2 separate regions of the Rattus norvegicus genome follow, and region 2 is linked to region 1. The links are chromatin contacts, called in public HiChIP or PLAC-seq maps. All regions are on one chromosome and are shown on one strand. The core of a region is the stretch at or near the end of the contact, and the rest is flanking DNA. Distances in the headings are between cores, read along the strand shown.

The links. HiChIP or PLAC-seq counts read pairs in DNA pulled down with a chosen protein or histone mark.
Region 2: an H3K27ac HiChIP or PLAC-seq map of oligodendrocytes shows a contact between it and region 1, with 2.8 times the contacts expected there. The contact joins two enhancer-like sites. A contact is called at or near these places in 4 of 12 Hi-C or Micro-C datasets (frontal cortex, liver and psoas muscle) and 1 of 1 datasets of contacts at active chromatin or transcription factors (oligodendrocytes).

The regions. Positions count from the first base shown.
Region 1 is chr10:105,796,592-105,801,232 of GRCr8, reverse strand. Aatk (apoptosis-associated tyrosine kinase) reads left to right here. Exons shown (of 14, transcript NM_001394586.1): 3 at 323-470; 4 at 2,558-2,637; 5 at 2,906-3,024; 6 at 3,158-3,245; 7 at 3,772-3,905. Among named protein-coding and RNA genes, the nearest start is that of Mir338, 2.5 kb to the right of the region's middle. Within about 2 kb of position 2,147, at least 43 of the 93 cell types and tissues checked have an H3K27ac peak or open chromatin away from gene starts, as enhancers often do.
Region 2 is chr10:106,098,220-106,103,279 of GRCr8, reverse strand. No RefSeq gene overlaps it. Among named protein-coding and RNA genes, the nearest start is that of Actg1, 20 kb to the left of the region's middle. Within about 2 kb of position 2,774, at least 76 of the 93 cell types and tissues checked have an H3K27ac peak or open chromatin away from gene starts, as enhancers often do.

The DNA of each region.
Region 1 (4,641 bases), core at 898-3,397:
AAATCTCCAAGCCACGGGTTGGGTTGGGGACAGGGGGGAGACCACTGACAGGGTCCATGAGGGTCTGCTCTGCCTCTGGCCCTTGACCTCTGTCTCTGGGCCTTCTTCAAGTGGGACTCAGCCTGGGTTTCCAGCCCCACCTGGGCCCGAGTCCTTTGTCCCCTGCTGCGATGGTGTCCCTGAGGAATCAGGGGCTATGAACAGGGAGGCCATCCAGCAGGGGCCCATGCTCTAGGCCTGTATTAGTCAGGTTGAGTTTTGGGGAAAAGGGTCTTTCATAGCCTGTGTCCTGACCGCCCACCTATGCTGGCCCAACTTGCAGGAGTTTGAGAATGCTGAAGGGGAAGAGTATGTGGCCGACTTCTCGGAGCAGGGCTCCCCGGCTGCTACTGTACAGAACGGCCCCGATGTGTATGTCCTGCCTCTCACTGAGGTCTCCCTGCCCATGGCTAAGCAGCCGGGTCGCTCAGGTAAGCAAGCCTGTCTCCCTGAAAGTGCGTACAGTGGGGGATGAGGGACACTTGGGCCATTGCAGCAAGGTCTCGTTCAGGCTGCATTTCATGCTGGGCTGTGTTGGAAGGTCCATGGAACCCCTTCAGGACCTGAGGCCAGCTGTCAGCTGGCTTGAGAGTAGCCTCGAGCCTGTCATTTCTCCACCCAAGGGGCTGCCATGCAGAAGGGTAGTAACTGGGGGAGGTGGCCCAGCACTCTGGCTCTGGGATTATTTACCGTTCTCTGCTTCTAACCCCAGACCCCTGCTCCCCTATACACAGCCTTGTAGGAGCAAGAGAAGCAACAACCCCACCCTACCTCTACCCTCCCATCCCCTCTGCCCCTTACCAAGTGTAGGCCCGGCCTCTTCCCGTGGCTTCCTTTACCCAGTCTGCCCCTCCCTTTTGCCTTCCTCCCAGAGCCTCTTCCTCTAGGCTAGTCCCCTCCCCGCACCTGTCTGGAGGTGACAGGTAAATGCTGCTCTGATCACCATGGTTCCTGGGACTATGGCTACCTCTACAACAGTCAGCTCTCGGGTCTTTACAGCCTGGATTTCAGCTAAGGGTTGTCCCTTGTCTATCTGACCGGTCCAAGAACACTGCAGAAGGTGTCAGGCTGAGAGTGCGGCTGGCCCCAGTGCCGCTGTGGTGAAAAGCAGGCACTCTTCCTACCTCAGCCTTGGAGCGACCCTACCGGGCCCTCAACACAATGCTTCTTTTTTTTTTTCCCCCCTTTTCTTTTTTTCGGAGCAGGGCCTTGTGCTTGCTAGGCAAGCGCTCTACCACTGAGCTAAATCCCCAACCCCAACACAATGCTTCTTATCAAGGGCCCAGCCTGCGTCAAAGACTAGGGTCTCGGTACCTATTTGAGCCAACAGAGAGGACATCCGGCCACCAGCCTGGCCCAACACTAAATGCATGGTTCTGTGGCTCATTGAGTCTCGTGGGAGAGAGCTCGAAAGTCAGGCAGGATCCAGACATGGATATGGACACGTTATCCACTGGCTCAAAGGCCTGCAGTTATCTCTAGCACTTCTTATGAGACAGGCAGCCTTGGCTCTCCATGGGCAAGGACAGTGGGACAGGGACTCGGAGAGGGCAAAGGTGCTTTCTACATTGTTTAGCTCTGTTGTTTTGGCCGGGGGGGGGGCATCTTTTAAGGAGGGAGAAATTTGGCGTGAGATTAGTCAGCCCACCTAAGCCCCCTCCCCTACCTCTAGCTCCCAACATCAGCATTCTCCTGCCTCTGTGCTTGTCCTGGTTTCTCCTGTTGGGACCCTGAACCTGCTCTGGGACAACTGAGGTCCTAGAGACCCCGGGGTTTCCACCAGGCATCCAGTCAGATTGGGTTCAGGGCTTAAGTCTTGGGACACAGGGCCTGGTGGGGCTCTTCCATGAATTGGGCGCCAAGCCAACATTCCCTGAGTCTCTTTGTCCCTGAGGGCTGCTGCCTTCCCTTGGCCCTCCCAACCGCTCTAACCCTGGCCTTCTGGGCTATCAGCGTGGGAGGAGAATTCAGAGAATCTGAGGGGGCATGAGTGGGTGCAGTGAGTCCTGGCCCTTTCCTCTGCCCACACTGACCCTTCTTCTCCACTGACTTCACTCAGCCTGGCCCACGGGGAGAATGGACCCAGTGTGTCCCGTACAGGGCTGTGCCAAGCAGCCCCCAACAAAGGCGGCTTTGGTGCAATGGGTGTTTGAATGCCAGCCTGTGGCAGGGGTAGGGGGTTGGTTGCTCTGCTGTCTTCCCAGGCCTCAGCACCAGCTTCTTGCTTCATCCAGACGGCCTTCCAGGCCCTGCTGTCTGGGCTTAGCTTCTCCCACTGGCTCTGGGCGCCATTTTCCAGGCTTGCCTGGATGGGGATTGAGATCTATGGCTCTTCTGAGAGCAGCCACCTCAGAGCCTGAGAGATGCTGGCCCTTGATGACAGCCCTCAAGCCTGGCCTCCACTTTATTGACTCTGGCGGGGAAACTTGGGGGAAGCTCCCTGCGCCCTGAAGAGCCTGGTAAGGAAGATGAAGCAGAGTGGTGGCTAAGCAGTTCCTGGGGTTCTGTTCTATTCTAGTGCAACTCCTCAAGTCCACGGACCTGGGCCGCCACAGCCTCCTGTACTTGAAGGAGATTGGCCACGGTTGGTTTGGGAAGGTAAGCATGCCTCAGGGTGGTGGGAATTGCTACTCCTGGGGATGCCCTGGGGAGGGGCTCTTTCTCACACACCCCCGACTGGACCATGCATCCGAGTCCCTTTTCTTCGGTGCGGACCCCCAGACAGTGAGAAAAGCGGGAGGCTTGCAGGTGGACTGGGGCTGAGTGCTTAGTGGGAAGTGGTACGACCCTCCGAGGCACTGGGAGCTAAACGGCTTGTCCTGTGGAGACCGAAGGGGGCCCTGGTGACGCCTGTCACATCTGGCAGGTGTTCTTGGGGGAGGTGCACTCGGGTGTCAGTGGCACGCAGGTGGTGGTGAAGGAGCTGAAGGCCAGCGCCAGTGTGCAGGAGCAGATGCAGTTCCTGGAGGAGGCGCAGCCCTACAGGTAGGTGGTGTGCTGGGGGCAGGGCAGGGGACCTGCTGTGGGAGAACCTGGAGGTGTTGTGGGGAGGGCTGTGTTGGGGGGCCCGGTGCGCCCTCTCCTGCCCTCCAACTCAGACGCCCGTGGACTCTTCCAGGGCCCTGCAGCACAGCAACCTGCTTCAGTGCCTGGCCCAGTGTGCTGAGGTGACCCCCTATTTGCTGGTTATGGAGTTCTGTCCCCTGGTAAGTGGCCATCTGCGGGGAGGCAGCATTGTCTGTCCAGGTCCTATTCTGTAGCTCATTGTTCCAAAGGGGAGTGGGAGGCCCTTCTGAGCTGGCTCCTCTCCTGCTCTGCCTCTTGGGATCTTTTGTTATTTCTCCAGTAGAGTCCTAGTGGTCCCTGCCCTGCTCTGCCTCAGAGGGGGGTCTGCTTAGAGTGAGCCAGCAGCAGCAGGGGCAACACTGTGGGGTCTGGGGCAGTTCAGTGTGGGGAGTCCTGGGACAGCCACAGGCTTCACACAGCTCCTGGGGCAGAGCCTGAGTTTAGGATCCTCGTGTGGCTCCTTGGCCTCTTTACATGCGCAGCTCTGGTGCCAAAGCTGCTTCTGTATGAAGGTCACTGTGTCGGAATCCAGACATAGGCTTTGCTGAAACTGCTGCGAACACTAGGGCTGCCAGCTGATCTGCAGGTCACCCGACCCAGGTTGGTGGCGGGCTTGTGATGCGCTGGTAGCTGCTGCTAGCAGGTGACTGTGTGCTCTCTCGGCAGGGGGACCTCAAAGGTTATCTACGGAGCTGCCGGGTGACAGAGTCCATGGCGCCTGACCCCCTTACCTTGCAGCGCATGGCGTGCGAGGTGGCGTGTGGTGTCTTGCATCTACATCGTCACAACTATGTGCACAGGTGAGGGTTAGCGGGACTAGCCAGGCCGTGGACACAAAGCCCCGCTACCCCAGTGCCTTGACCCTGAATGCCTCTGTACAGGAAAATCGCAGTGATCCCACTCTGTGGGTCTTGTGAACTGGGTTCGTCTAATAGCCACTCTGCAGGGAATTTTATAATTCCTAAAATTGTGAAAACTAGGGGTGCTGGAGAAATGGCTCAGCGGTTAAGAGCACTGACCGCTCTTCCAGAGGTCCTGAGTTCAAATCCCAGCTACCACATGGTGGGTCACAACCATCTGTTATGGGATCTGATGCCCTTTTCTGGTGTGTCTGAAGACAGCCACAGTGTACTTATATATAATAAATAAATAATAAAAATAAATAAATAAAATAAATCTTTTTTTAAAAAAATTGTGAAAACTGGCTGGGCACAGCAGCTTTCGCCTTTAATCCCAGCGCCTGGGAGGCAGAGGAAGGAGAATCTCTGTGAGTTCAAGTCCAGCCAGGCCTACCTAATGAGTTCCAGAATACCCAGGGCTGTGCAGAGAGAGAGAGAGAGAGAGAGAGAGAGAGAGAGAGAGAGAGAGAGAGAGAGAAAGAGAGAGAGAGAGAGAGAGAGGAGACCATCTCAAAAAAAGTAATAAATTGTGAAGACTCATGTTTGAAACGTACCTTGGCAGACGATTAAATGAAGACATTCCTCCTGTCTGTTAGAACAGTCAGCCATACTTTGGGCCCCCACATGGCCCTGGTCT
Region 2 (5,060 bases), core at 1,525-4,024, 300 kb before region 1:
AACTCACAAACAGATCTGGCTGTCACTGCCTCCTGTGTGCTGGAATTAAAGGCATGCGCCCCCACCCATGTTTCTCGGTTTGCTTTGGTCTGCAGTTGGAAAGAAGCTAGGTGTGGCTTGAAAAAGGCTTCACATTCAAGCTGATTTTCGAGTGTCAAATGTATGTATGTGAGGGTGGACCCGTCATTCAGGCACACACAGAGCCCAGAGGTTAATGTGGGCTCTGTTCCTAAAGTGCTTTGCCATGTTTTTTTTTTTTTTTTTTTAATTTGGTATGTGTGTGCATGCATGTGTGTGCATGCATGTGCATTGTTTTGTTTCTTTCATCTATTTGGTACGTGTGCGTGCATGCATGTGTGTGTGCATGTGTATTTAGGTTAGAGAGTAACTTGCAGGAATCAGTTTCTCCTTCCAACATGCTAGTTCCAGGGATTGAACTCGGGCCATCAAGCTTGGTAGCAAGAGCCTTTTTCTCACCAGTGTTCTTTTTCTTTTTCTTTCTTTCTTTCTTTCTTTTTTTTTTTTTTTTCTGAAATGGGGTTTTTCTGTGTAACAGCCATGGGTGGCCTGGAGCTCTCTTTATAGAGATCTTGAACTGGTTTTGAACTCTCCATCCTGGCTCTCCATCTTACTTTTAAAGATTTATTTATTTATTATATGTGAATACACTGTAGCTGTCTTCAGACACACCAGAAGCGGGCATCGGATCCCATTACAGATGGTTGTGAGCCACCATGTGGTTGCTGGGATTTGAACTCAGGACCTTTGGAATAGCAGTCAGTCTCTCCTGCCAGTTTCCACACTTAGCCTTTATGTGGGTGCTGGGGATTTACTTAGTCCCTGTGCCTGCTGCCGGCACAGCAGGCCTTTACCCCACCAGTTCAGAGGCTGCAGTATTTTAATTGTTCTCATTTCACACTGTAGACGCTTTGAAACAATTCAGAGATGCTGTTTATGGCCAGGTGTGGTGGTGATTGCCCTTAATACTCCCCAACCCCCTCGTCCTCCTCATCCCCACCCTCACCCCCCACCCTGGCACTCCTGATACAGAGGCAGGCAGATTTCTGTGACTTATTGGCCAGCCTGGTCTACAAAGCAAAGTCTAGGACAACCAGGGCTACACGGAGAAACTCTGTCTCAAAAAACCAAAACAAATAAACAAAAAAACCCAACCAAACAAAAAATGATGTAGTTCATTAAAATGAGATTAAAAAACAAAACAAAACAAAACAGCTTTAGGCGTTTATCTATAGATCAGGCTGACCTCAGACTTGGGGTGATTTTCCTGTTTCAGCCTTTCAGCTTTTAGGTGCTGGGGTTATTGGGGTGTGCCCCCGGCAGTGAGCTCAGAACTAAATCCATAGTGAAGGTATGTCAGTTGGCTTCGTTGTCAGCTTGAGGTAGGCTAGGAAGACAGAAGACAGAAGTATGTGTAGAGGAACAGAGCCCCCTTTCACTAGTCTGTTGAAGTCTTTTGCTGAAAGTCAGGAATTCAGCATGAATCATGAAATACATTGCGAAGGTTGTCTTTGTAGAGACACTATCCCTTTTATACAGAGATAGCTCAAAAAAGAATAAACCAGGCTTGAGACCTAAAGTACATGACCTCTGAGTTTGGCCTCATTCCTTTCCCAGATATAAACCTGCAATTTTCTAGGAATCTCACAGGCAAGATTATAAACCCCATTATGGTAACAGACATGGCTTAACCTGTGTGTAACCTTCCCAACCCACGGTTTCACCACGTTAGATTTTCCTACCCAAACCATGTCAGGAATTGCTGGCTCTATGGTCTAATTTACTGAAGGCAGGAGGGTGTCGCTTCAAAACGCCTTGAGCAGTATAAACCTCAGGAGTCACAAAAAAAGTGCATATATGGTTACTGCTAGTCGCTCAAACCAGGAAACTCGAGAAAGGCCACGCTCACACCTGGATGTACAGGAGCCTTTCCCTGATCACCTTTAATACTTAAAGCTGTTAGCAATCTAATCTTAATAAACTGTCTCTGAATCCTGGCTTCATCTGAGTAGAACTGCTCTGAAGGAATGTCTCAAACTCCTCCAGGCACCAAGGTGGAGCTGTCTTTTGCTCCGATTACTGCAGACAGATGAACAGACTTCCCTTGCCCCAAGCCAGATAAGCCAGACCCAGATCCTAGCTGAGGGACCGGGTTATAAAGAAGTCATTTGTGTAGGGAGGAGCCAACACTGCAGTAGAGATTTCCCCACGGAAGGAGGGAGGGCAAGTGTCCCCAAGTGAACAGTCTTGGGTCTTGGAACCACTTGGAAGTCAGTGGAGCCAGACAGGTGCACAGCACAGGGATCGAGTCCCCACGTGCCCTCTTAGGGTTCTGAGTAAGAAGGGCTCCTGTGCAATGCAATGCAATGCGGCTAGGTGACATAGCGCAGGTCTGCAGAAAGCTCAGGGGCCTACAAAGCTTCATGGGCGAACCTGCCAGGCAAGGGTCCACAGGCCCCACCCACCCCATGATCCGCCAGCCTTTGTTTCCTCCCTCTATGGTTTGGGGCTCCGGATCCAACAAGCTGGTCCTTGGTGGGCAAGGTCCAGGTCAGGGAGGGCGTAACATGGCCGCTTGAAGCGCCACACCACATAAGGCAGGAAGGACAGCCAGGTGGTGAGGTTCTCTTTGGATCTGGGAGGATCCGGGTTTCCTGTTGTTCTCTGGCCTGGTGAACTCAAGTGCAACCTGCTTCCTTGTGACCTATATCCTCTCCTTCATCTGGGCGGCAGGAGTCCAGGGCGACGCGGGTGGTCAGCCCAGTTCCCTAGGCACTCCCGGGGCGGGGATGCTCGCCCAGGCTTCCCCGCACCAGAGAGCGCGGCCCCGGCGCTTTGTCCTAAGGAGAAACCGGCTCCCCAAGCCCAGAGTGGGGGGCGCCGGATCACGTGGGGACCGCAGGATCCAACAGTCTGTTCAGCTTAAGTCTCGAAACCCCCACCCCCACTCCCATCCCCCCCATCCCGGCTGCAGAGCCTAGCGCGCACGCGCTCGCGCACTGACCCCCGCCCACCGCATTCCAAGTAAGCGCTCGGATGCTGTGCATTGATTGGCTCGGGCTGCCGTTCTCTCAACCAATAGGCGCGCGGCTGCTGGCTATAGTTTAGCTGTGTGTGCATCTCTGCGTCTCTCGGCGAGGTGCTGCGGACAAGGGATGGGAAATTCTGGAATGCGAGCCGGTCTGGACGCACCCGCATCCTGGACCGCGGTCTGCAGGCGTGGACGCCCTGACCTTGGAAGGACTCTGATTCCTGGCCTTGTTTAGCCTTGGGTGTTCGTCGGCGTTGCCCTGATCCCTGTTGCCCCTCACCCGAACACCTCCACCATGAACCTCTCCAGCCCTAAAGGCAAGCCAGCCTATGCTTGATGACACACACCTATAATTCCAGCCCTAAGGAAGGCAGAGACTATTCTGGGTTACATGTCAGGGTTGGCTGAGGTTGTAGCCAAGAGTGTTTGCCTAAATGTACAAAGCCTCTTAATACTGGGTATGGTGGCTCACATCTGCAATCCCCACACTTGAGAGACGGAGACAGGAAAATTAGAAATGCAAGGCTATTTTGGGCTACATACGGAGTTCAAGGTTAGTCAGAACTCCATGAGACCGGGTCTCAAAAAAAAAAAAAAAAAAAAAACCTAAACAAACTCAGTAAGTCTCAATGAAAATTAGCAGTAATCAGCAGCCGGGCAGCGGTGGTGCACGCTTTTAATGCTAGCACTCGGGAGACAGAGGGAGGCAGACATCTGAGTTTGAGGCCAACCTGATGAGTTCCAGGACAGCCAGGGCTACATAGGGAAACTCTCTCTTAAAAAAGAAAGAAAGTAAGAAAAGAAAGAAAGAAAGAAAGAAAGAAAGAAAGAAAGAAAGAAGGAAAGAAAATAGGGCTGGAGAGATGGCTCATCGGTTAAGAGCATTGACTGCTCTTCCAGAGTTCAAAGGTCCCAGCAACCACAGGGTGGCTCTCAACCATCTGTAATGGGATCCAGTGCCCTCTCCTGGTGTGTCTGAAGACAGCTGTAGTGTATTCACAACAGTATACTCATATAAAACAAGTGAGTACATAACTAAATCTTAAAGAAAAGTTAACACTGTAGTATGTGTAGGCCTCAGAAACCTGTGGGTTTTATGTTATGTATAGATTGCGTTTCAATAAAACTATTACAAACTTCACTGCTTATCCTGGAAGCAGTGGGTTCCAGCCCTGCTCTCCAGCCAGGCGTGGCAGGATTTTGTTCCAGGAAGCAATGACTGTCTGTGGGTGAGCCAGAGTGCTCTTCCCTCCAAGAGGAAAGGCATGGATGCCCACTGGGCATGTGCTCCACAGCTGGGGCGAGCGTCGGGGCAGACTGCTCCCTTGGAAATTACCTATTTGAGGTCTTTGGGGAAGTCAGAGGTTGGTGAAAGCCTTACTTTTCTTAGAATACAGCCTCAGGCAATGATGATGAATGAGGCTGGGCTTCTGACTCTCGAGCTCCCTGAGGAGTGCTCCCAGGCTGTCTCTGGGTTCTACCCATGTGTTCCCACCATCTTCTAATGTGATGATTCTAGCTCCTTACTTGGCTGGTTCCATTCTGGTTAGGTGATCTCTGACCCCATCCCTTCAGGACCCTCGTCTAGGAAAGTCATTGTGTGCTTGTGTGAGGTGTATGCATACGAAAGTGTACGTGTGCTTGTGCCTGTGCACACATGGGGGCCAGAGCAGATGCCAGGCGTCTCCCCTACCTTGTTCTTGCTCTGACTCTGCCTTGAGGTAGAACCTCTCATGGGATCAGAAGCTTGTTGTCAGTGTCAGGCTGGTTGAAATGTGGGCTCTCAGGATTCACCTGTCTTCTGCCCCCCAGTGCTTTTACAAATGCGTGCTGGGGATTCAGACTCAGCCTTTCTGTTTGCAGGTCACTGCACTTAACCACGGAGCCATCTCCTTAGCCCTTTGGAGTGTGTGTGTGTGCACACGCACGTGTGCGCACACCTGGAGAAGTCAGAAGAAGGCATCAGATCCCTTGGAGCTAGAGTTGCATACAGTTGTGAGCTGCCTGACAT